Regions from separate parts of the Pan troglodytes genome. Here region 2 is linked to region 1. A link is a contact called in public Hi-C data. All regions are on one chromosome and are shown on one strand. Each heading gives the region's core, a stretch centred on a gene start, on an enhancer-like site or on the middle of the called end of the contact. The rest is flanking DNA. Distances are from core to core; before and after follow the strand shown.

Region 1 (3,586 bases), core at 684-3,183:
CCCTCTGAGTAGCTGGGATTACAGGCATGTGCCACCACACCTGGCTAATTTTTGTATTTTTAGTAGAGACGGGGTTTCACCATGTTGGCCAGGCTGGTCTCAAACTCCTGATCTCAGGTAATCCACCCGCCTCGGCCTCCCTAAGTACTGGGATTACAGGTGTGAGCCACCATGCCCATCCCCATAATTGGTATTCTTATGCCCCATTCCACAGGTGAGAAAACAGGCCTGAAGAGGTCCCAGCCCATAAAAGCAGAGCCAGGATTCAGACAGGTGTGTCTGGCTCCCAAGCCCTGCGGCTACTCCCTCACCAGGCTGCGTCCAGTGGTCTGCCAGTGAGTTGGCTTGCTGGCAGACAATCCTAGTATATCTCTTTCCCTGTCTGAGACCCAGTTTCCTTTTCTGGGTACATGTACCCAACTCTGCCGCAGTGACTGGAGAGATTGGGGCTGGTGGGGGTTCCTTGGGAAGACTTTGTTAGGGGCATTGAACAGGGCTTTGGATGAAGCAAAATGTGGAAGGAGAATATTTTCCTTGTGGGGAAAGGGAGATCAGAAGGAAATGGGTTATGGGTTTAGTCTAATAGACAAAAACAAGATTGCATGTGTGTGACGGAAAGGGGCCCAGAAGATGAGTGGAAACTTCCAGTCTAATTAGCAGAAAGCAAAAGTGACCCTAGTGATTATAGCCAGGTTTAAAAAACTTGTCCCCAGTCAAGCTTAGTGCAGTGATAGGGCACGTGGGAAGCACAGCATACAGTTTCTTTAAAATTTTGAAAAATTTCACTTTTAAAGACAGGGTCTCCCTCTGCTGCCCAGGCTGGAGTACAGTGGCATGATCCTAGTTTACTGCAGCCTCCAATGCCTGAGCCTCAGCCTCCGGAGCAGCTGGGGCTACAGGGGTGTGCCACCACACCCGGTTAATTAAAACATTTTTTTTTTTTTGAGATGGGGTTTCCCTATGTTGCCCAGGCCGTTCTTGAATTCCTGAGTTCCTGAGCTCAAGCAATCCTTCCACCTGGGCCCCCCAAAGTCCTGGGATTACACGCGTGAGCCACCGCACCTGGCCTACAAGACATTTTTGATGACAGTAACGATGAGAAGAGATGGCCTTTTAGTGCTCTTTGGAAAGAAGTTTAGGCCTTCTAGCTTTAAGAATCCGGGCCTATAATCCCAGCACTTTGGGAGGCAGAGGCAGGAGGATGGCTTGAGCCCGGGAGTTTGAGACCAGCTTGGGCCCAGGGAGACCACCGTCTGTACAAAAAAAATCAAAAACTTAGCCGGACGTGGTGGTGCGCGCCTACAGTCCCAACTACTCTGGAGGCTGAGGCGGGATCACTTGAGCCCAGGAAGTCGAGGCTGCGGTGAGCCGTGATCGCACCACTGCACTCCTGCCTGGGCAACAGAGTGAGTCCTTGTCTCAAGAAAAAACAAAACAAAACAGAAAAACAAAAAACAAAAAACACATAAAATCCAGGCCTGAAAAAGCGCCCGGGCCAGACATGCCTAGCTGGAGTTTCTCCTGCCTTAGCGCACCCCTCAGGCACACAGTGCCCTGTAGTCGCCCTTGGAGGCCGCCAGCTCCCGGGGAGGCATGGCCCTTTCTGCAGGAGGTGTCTCAGGCAGGCTCCAACACACACCCGCGCTGTCAGCATCTCACACAGTCCGCCCGAAACACCAGGGAAGGGGTTCGTAGGTGTGGGGGTGGGGTGGCGAGGCCAGGCAGCCTGGAGCGAGGGAGAGAGCCGAGGCCTGGGCCAGGACGGCCCTTGGGTGCCGTGTGGGCGCAGAGCCCAGGAGAGCGCACTGCCAGGCCCGGACCTCCCCGCCCCTACCCCGGGAAGAGGCCCGTTCGCCGCAGGGGGAAGGCGTGATCATAGCACCTCGGAGGAGCGGCCGGTCCCGGCATGCGGGCGGCGGGGCGGGGAGGGAGGCTTCCGGAACCCCGAGAGAGCACCCGTGCCTCGCGGGCCCCGTGCCCCGTCCCCGGGCTCCCCTTCCTTTAACGCAGGGGACCCAGCCCGGGGCAGTGCCGGGCGCTGGCGCTGGCGCCCCCCTCAGCCCTGCGCTCCTTCTCTGCCCCGCCCCTCCCCGCTCCGCCCCCCGGGCCGCCCAGCCCCGCAGGCTCGCCATTCCCGGGCAGGCCCCGCCCCCTGTTTCCGCTGGCGGCGGCGGCGGCGGCGGCGGCGGTGCCGGAGCGCGAGCAGAGCGGAGACCCCCAAGTCCTGCGGGCGCGGTGAGTGCGGCCCGGGCGGCGGGCGGCGAGGCGGGTCTCGAGAGCGTGCGGAGTCGCGCGGCCTTGAGCCGGCGCCGGGCGGGCTGGGCACCCCCAGGCCGAGACCCGAGAAGGGGGAGCGGCCGGGGGCGCCCACGGGAGGCAGTGTGGGCAGGGCGGCGGTGGGACGAGAGGACGAGAGGAACAGAGTAGGCGCCGTGCGGGAAGCGGGCCGGGAAGGGGAGGATGGGTGCGGGGCCCGGGCACCGAGCGAAGTGGGGTCCTCCAGGGAATGGCTCCGAGGAAGACCGTTTCAGAAAGGGAGTACCCCGGGGCCGGCAAGGGTTTCCGACTGTGTGACCCAGTGCACCGCTTGGGACAGTCCATACAAGGACCCCAGAGAGGGCCAGGGGGCCTTCGGGCAGGGCTGGGATATGGCCTGCAGCCCCCCGGCACCCGCGACCGCTCCCTGGGCCACTGCTGGAAGATCAGCACTCCGAGTGACAGGACTCTGGCACACCCCGAAGTTGGAGATCTAGCCCATCTGTGCACTCAAGTTTGGGACTTCAAAAAACTTTCTTGTGGTTTTTAAAAAAAGATCCAAACAAGAAACCGGCTTGTGGTTGTAAGAGCAATATTTGTACTCGTACCTCTTGGAACTGGAGTCTTGGATCTCCTCCCTCTTTGAAAAATATACGAGTCACTTCTTCATCTTCCCCCAAATGCCTGTATTGTCTGGGGAAGCTTGGGCTAGTATGGGATCCCTTGAGCCACCTTTTTCTCGCATCACCAAAACGGGGGGTAAGAAGGCAGGGGCTTACCTGCCTTACCTGGTAACTCTTAGTTCAGAGACCCAGTCTCATTATGTGCGCGTGCCCTTCTGACCTGCAGCTGTCCTTTTCCCTGGGGTGACTCAGGTATTTCCTCCTCCAGGAAGCTTTCCTGGACTAGTGGAGAAAACTGGAGACTCATGCGAGGATCCCTATATATACCTGCCAGCTCCCTTCTCTTTACTGAAAATAGCCACAGAGAATGTTGAATATATGCTTTGCTCTAGAGATACGCAGCCAGCTTGCCATCATAAGTAATGGGGAGGGGAGGAGAGGGATTATGGATAATTTCAAACAATAGCCTGGACAAATCATTTATATTTAGCTAAGGAATGCAGCCAGAGAGGCAGACAATTACACCGGCTTCCTACCCTCGGCTTGGTCCTGGCATGGCTGATGCAGCTGGGCTGTGGGTTGGAGGGAGAGGATTGCGGTAGATAAAACTTGAAGTGTAATTCAGTTCTACTCTCACTCACTGAAGACCCCCTGTGTGCAAGTCCCTGAACAGGTGAGAGTAGGATTTTTTTTTTTTTGGTCTGGTT
Region 2 (3,586 bases), core at 585-3,084, 59 kb after region 1:
TCATCATTCAGCCCTGGTCCAGGCCTGCAGGGTTGAGGGGCTGTGGCCCTGAGGCTTGCTTGGTGGCCTTCTGGCTTGTTGCTGTTCTTACTGATGTTGACCACTAGATGGCAGCAGGAAACTATCAATTTCTCCCCCAGGTCCATTGTATTCAAGTCAAGCCCTCTGGTCTGGGTGGATCAGCCATCGCCCCTTGATGGGGACTCAAATCCCACATCTCACCGATTCCAGGATGGGTCTGAGGAAAGGCTGGGATGAAGCCGAGGCAGCCCTCTCAGACGTACCCTGTGTCCGACTCTCCTGTGACATTCTTGAGAAGTGGCTGTCTCAGCTCAGGTAGTCCCAGGGTTGGGAGATACCCTTTTAGTAGAGTTCCCACCATTAGGAAAAGCTTTGCCACATGTGCTGGCTGGGTTTTCAGTGTCTTAAAGGGTCCAGAAGCTGAGACCCAGTGTCCCTGAGGAAAGTCCTGTTGCTCCCTGAGGAGTCCCCGGCTTGGTAACCTGTGCAGTTATTGAGGGCACTGTGGTGGTGGGAAGCAGTGCTCCTGGCCTGGGAGGGACAACAGCGTAAGAGCAAGGGCCATGCTGCACATCAGCAGTGACATGCAGTAACAGCAAACATGTAGGAAGCACTTCGTGAGCCAGGGATGCCCTGACTCCTTTGCTTACATTTATTGGTTTCCTCCTCTTTGAGGGGCAGCCCTGAATCCCTCCTAATCAGGTGCAGCTGAGCGGGGCCTTGAATGCAGGCAGGCTGGCTCCAGAGTCCCGGGATGAGTCACGCACCACTCATCGTGGGCATTCTTAAGCCTTTGCGTGGGGCTCGACAGTTTGTGTTACAGTTCACGTGGCTCTTCCTCAAATGCCTTGTCTCATTGGTCTCCCCCAAGCCCCTGTGTCAGGTTCTGGGGGATCCTCCTTTTTGCAGATGAGGAAGTTGAGGCTCAGAGAAGTGAAGGATGCCTCCAGCATTGCAAAGACAGGACACCAAACCCTGTCATTAGATTCTGAGTCGGGGTGGCTCTCCTTTTGTAGTGAAGCGGGTTTGCATGAGTAGGGTTGGAAGGAGGGAGAGGAGCCCTCAGATGCCTGAGGTCAGGGCAACTGTCAGAAAATCTATTCTGTTCCCAAACCCTCTGTAAGAGGAACACATGTGCAGGTGCCCGTGGGAAGCTGAAGCTCCTGCCCAGCCAGTAAGTAAACAGGAGCTGGAGGGAGAGAGTGCGAGAATGAGGAGGTGGTGACCGCAGCCATCTGCTCCCGCCGTAGTGTACCCCTCAGCTGGAGGCAGGGGTGGGGGGCACATTGGCTGGGGACCCCCTCTAAGGCAGGGCTGGAGAAACAGTTCCCACTGTGCACTGTGGAGCCGCCAGGTGGTCCCAGCTGCCAGAACCCCTGCTCCGTCCAGTCCTGCTGTGAAGGCTTCGGGTCTGGAAGGGCATCGTGTGCTTGTGGTGGGATCTGAATCCCAGTTGGCCTGTGGAGCTACCACTGCTACTCTGGGATCAACTGAGGCAGGGGACTGTGGCCGGGACCCTCTTTCCAATTGGACCTTCTCAGGGGCAGGACCTTCCAAGCTAAGGGGCAGCAGTGGATGGCTCCTGGGCTCCTTGTCGTCTCCTCTCTGGGATGGGTGTTCTTGAGGCCTTGGGCTTCCGCCCCCATCCCACCCTCTCTGGGGTGTGGAGACAGGGCCCACTTGGGCATGTCAGCTTCCCTGGAGCTCCCGCAGCTGGGCCCTGCCCACGTTTCCCTGGGCCACGCTCTCCTGGCTGCCCCAGGCCTCACCACTCTCTCACTGGAACACATAAGTGCCTGCCCCTGGAGCCCAGGCCACTGTCCTGACTCCTCGCCCTTCCCAGAGCCCCGCCTCCTGCTGCCTGCCTCCCATGTGGCTTCACATCCTGCGGGTTTTTCCAGCTGACACAGCCCTTGTAGATACATACTCTGCTGTGGGCACCCCACATCCATGCCAGGCCCAGATTTGGGCCCCAAGGGAGTGCTACCCCCTGGGTTGCAGTTCAAAGGCTTCTGCTTTCCAGCCAGATGGAGGAGGGCTCTATCCCAGGCTCCAACATCCTGCTTGGCTCATCTCCCCCACCCCCTGCTCCAGCTGCGTCCTCCCTGTTGTGCTCCTGGCAGTAGGTTTGCTGAGAGGGAAGGGGGATTCCTTTCCTCTTGGCCTCTCCTCTCTCTATTACATCAGCCTACAGCCCAGTACCCCTGGGGTCTGCTAAGGGAGGGCTTTTTATTTTTTTCCAGGGGAAATAATTCCACCTCTTGTCACACGGATTTCTGCATGCAGCTCTTCAGGGGCTTGACTTCCTTCCCTCGTCCTATCCCAGGCCCCTTGAAGCTCAAGAGAGGGGCAGCTTTGTTTCCTTAAACAGGGGCTGCTGCTGGCTCTGAGCCTCCGAGGAAGGTCATGTGAGGAGTCGGGTGTCTGGGTCCCGCTGTCCCCCTCACTGGCTGTGTGACCCCAGGACCATCCTTGCCTTCTCTGGGCCTCAGCACTCCCTTCAGGAGCCTAGGACTGCATTTGTCGTCCATGGGTGGTGAGGGGGCAGTGCCCAGCGGTGCCCGTTCTGGAATGGAGGACTCTGCCCGTGGGTTTGGTAGTGTGATTTTTCCACCCCTGGGCTGGCCCCTCTGCCTGGGGCGGGTGTAGCTGGCACACCTGTTAGGAATGAGGCATCTCCTTAGTGCCGAGGAGACGAGAGCCCTGGGGCTGGCTGGGAAGTGCAGGGCCCAGCTGAGAAGGAGAGTGAGCTCAGTCTCCTCACTGCGGGTCATTCACCACCTCCCGGAGTCGGTTAGAGGAGGGGGCTAGTCCAGGGTGAATTGGTGGGATGGGAAGAGGCCCCAGTGCCCAGCTCTGCCCAGTCCTGTCTCCTCGCTGGGCTCTCTCCTCCTGTTTCTTTTTTTCTTTTTTTTGAGACAGGGCCTCGTGCTGTCACCCAGGCAGGAGTGCAGTGGGGTAGTCATGTGCAGCCTTCACCTCCTGGGCTCAAGTAATCCTCCCTCCTCAGACTCCCAAGTATTTGGTGTCTGGGACTATAGGCACGTGCCACCATATCCGCCATACAAAAAAAAAAAGGGGGCCTTTTTTTTCCTTTTTTGTATTTTTGTAGAGATGGGGTTTCGTCATCTTGGCCAGGCTTGTCTCAAAGTCGTGGCTCAAGTGATTCGCCCACCTTAGCCTCCCACAGTGAGCCACCGCATCCGGGCTACCCTGTTTCTTCTTTGTTTTGCCCCATCTACCTCCTTCCCTTTGCTTGGCTTTCTTTCCCTGCCCTTGTCTGACTGCTGGCCGAAGGTTCCAAGCCCTGTGGGCAGGGTGGGTCCTGGACCCTGTTCTCCGCCCCTCAGCCCCTGCTCTGTTCTTCTTCAGGCAGGCGGAAAGCTGCACCCTGCTCCCCAGCTCAGAGCCCAGGGCTACAGGCTGTGGACGCCCTGAGGAGGGTTTCTCTGGGCCTGCTCCCCCACCCTCCCTACACGCTGTGCCCCAGCCCCTCCCCAGAACCCACATCTGGCCCAAGTGCTCAGTTTTCTGGGCTGTAAATTGCCTCCCGCTGCCCCTTGGC

Evidence for each region. Hi-C and Micro-C count contacts between places; a contact is called where the count stands out from the background.
Region 2: a contact with region 1 is called in a Hi-C map of induced pluripotent stem cells, with 2.0 times the contacts expected there. The contact joins the enhancer-like site here to the promoter of TSPAN9 in region 1. A contact is called at or near these places in 2 of 7 Hi-C or Micro-C datasets (induced pluripotent stem cells and stem cell-derived neural progenitor cells).

The regions. Positions count from the first base shown.
Region 1 is chr10:10,250,561-10,254,146 of NHGRI_mPanTro3-v2.0_pri, forward strand. It overlaps TSPAN9 (tetraspanin 9), which reads left to right and starts at 1,934. Exons shown (of 8, transcript XM_016922800.4): 1 at 1,934-2,235.
Region 2 is chr10:10,309,982-10,313,567 of NHGRI_mPanTro3-v2.0_pri, forward strand. All of the region lies in intron 1 of TSPAN9 (tetraspanin 9), which reads left to right. Among named protein-coding and RNA genes, the nearest start is that of TSPAN9, 59 kb to the left of the region's middle. Within about 2 kb of position 1,835, at least 6 of the 24 cell types and tissues checked have an H3K27ac peak or open chromatin away from gene starts, as enhancers often do. A contact at or near this core is called in induced pluripotent stem cells, where this site is marked.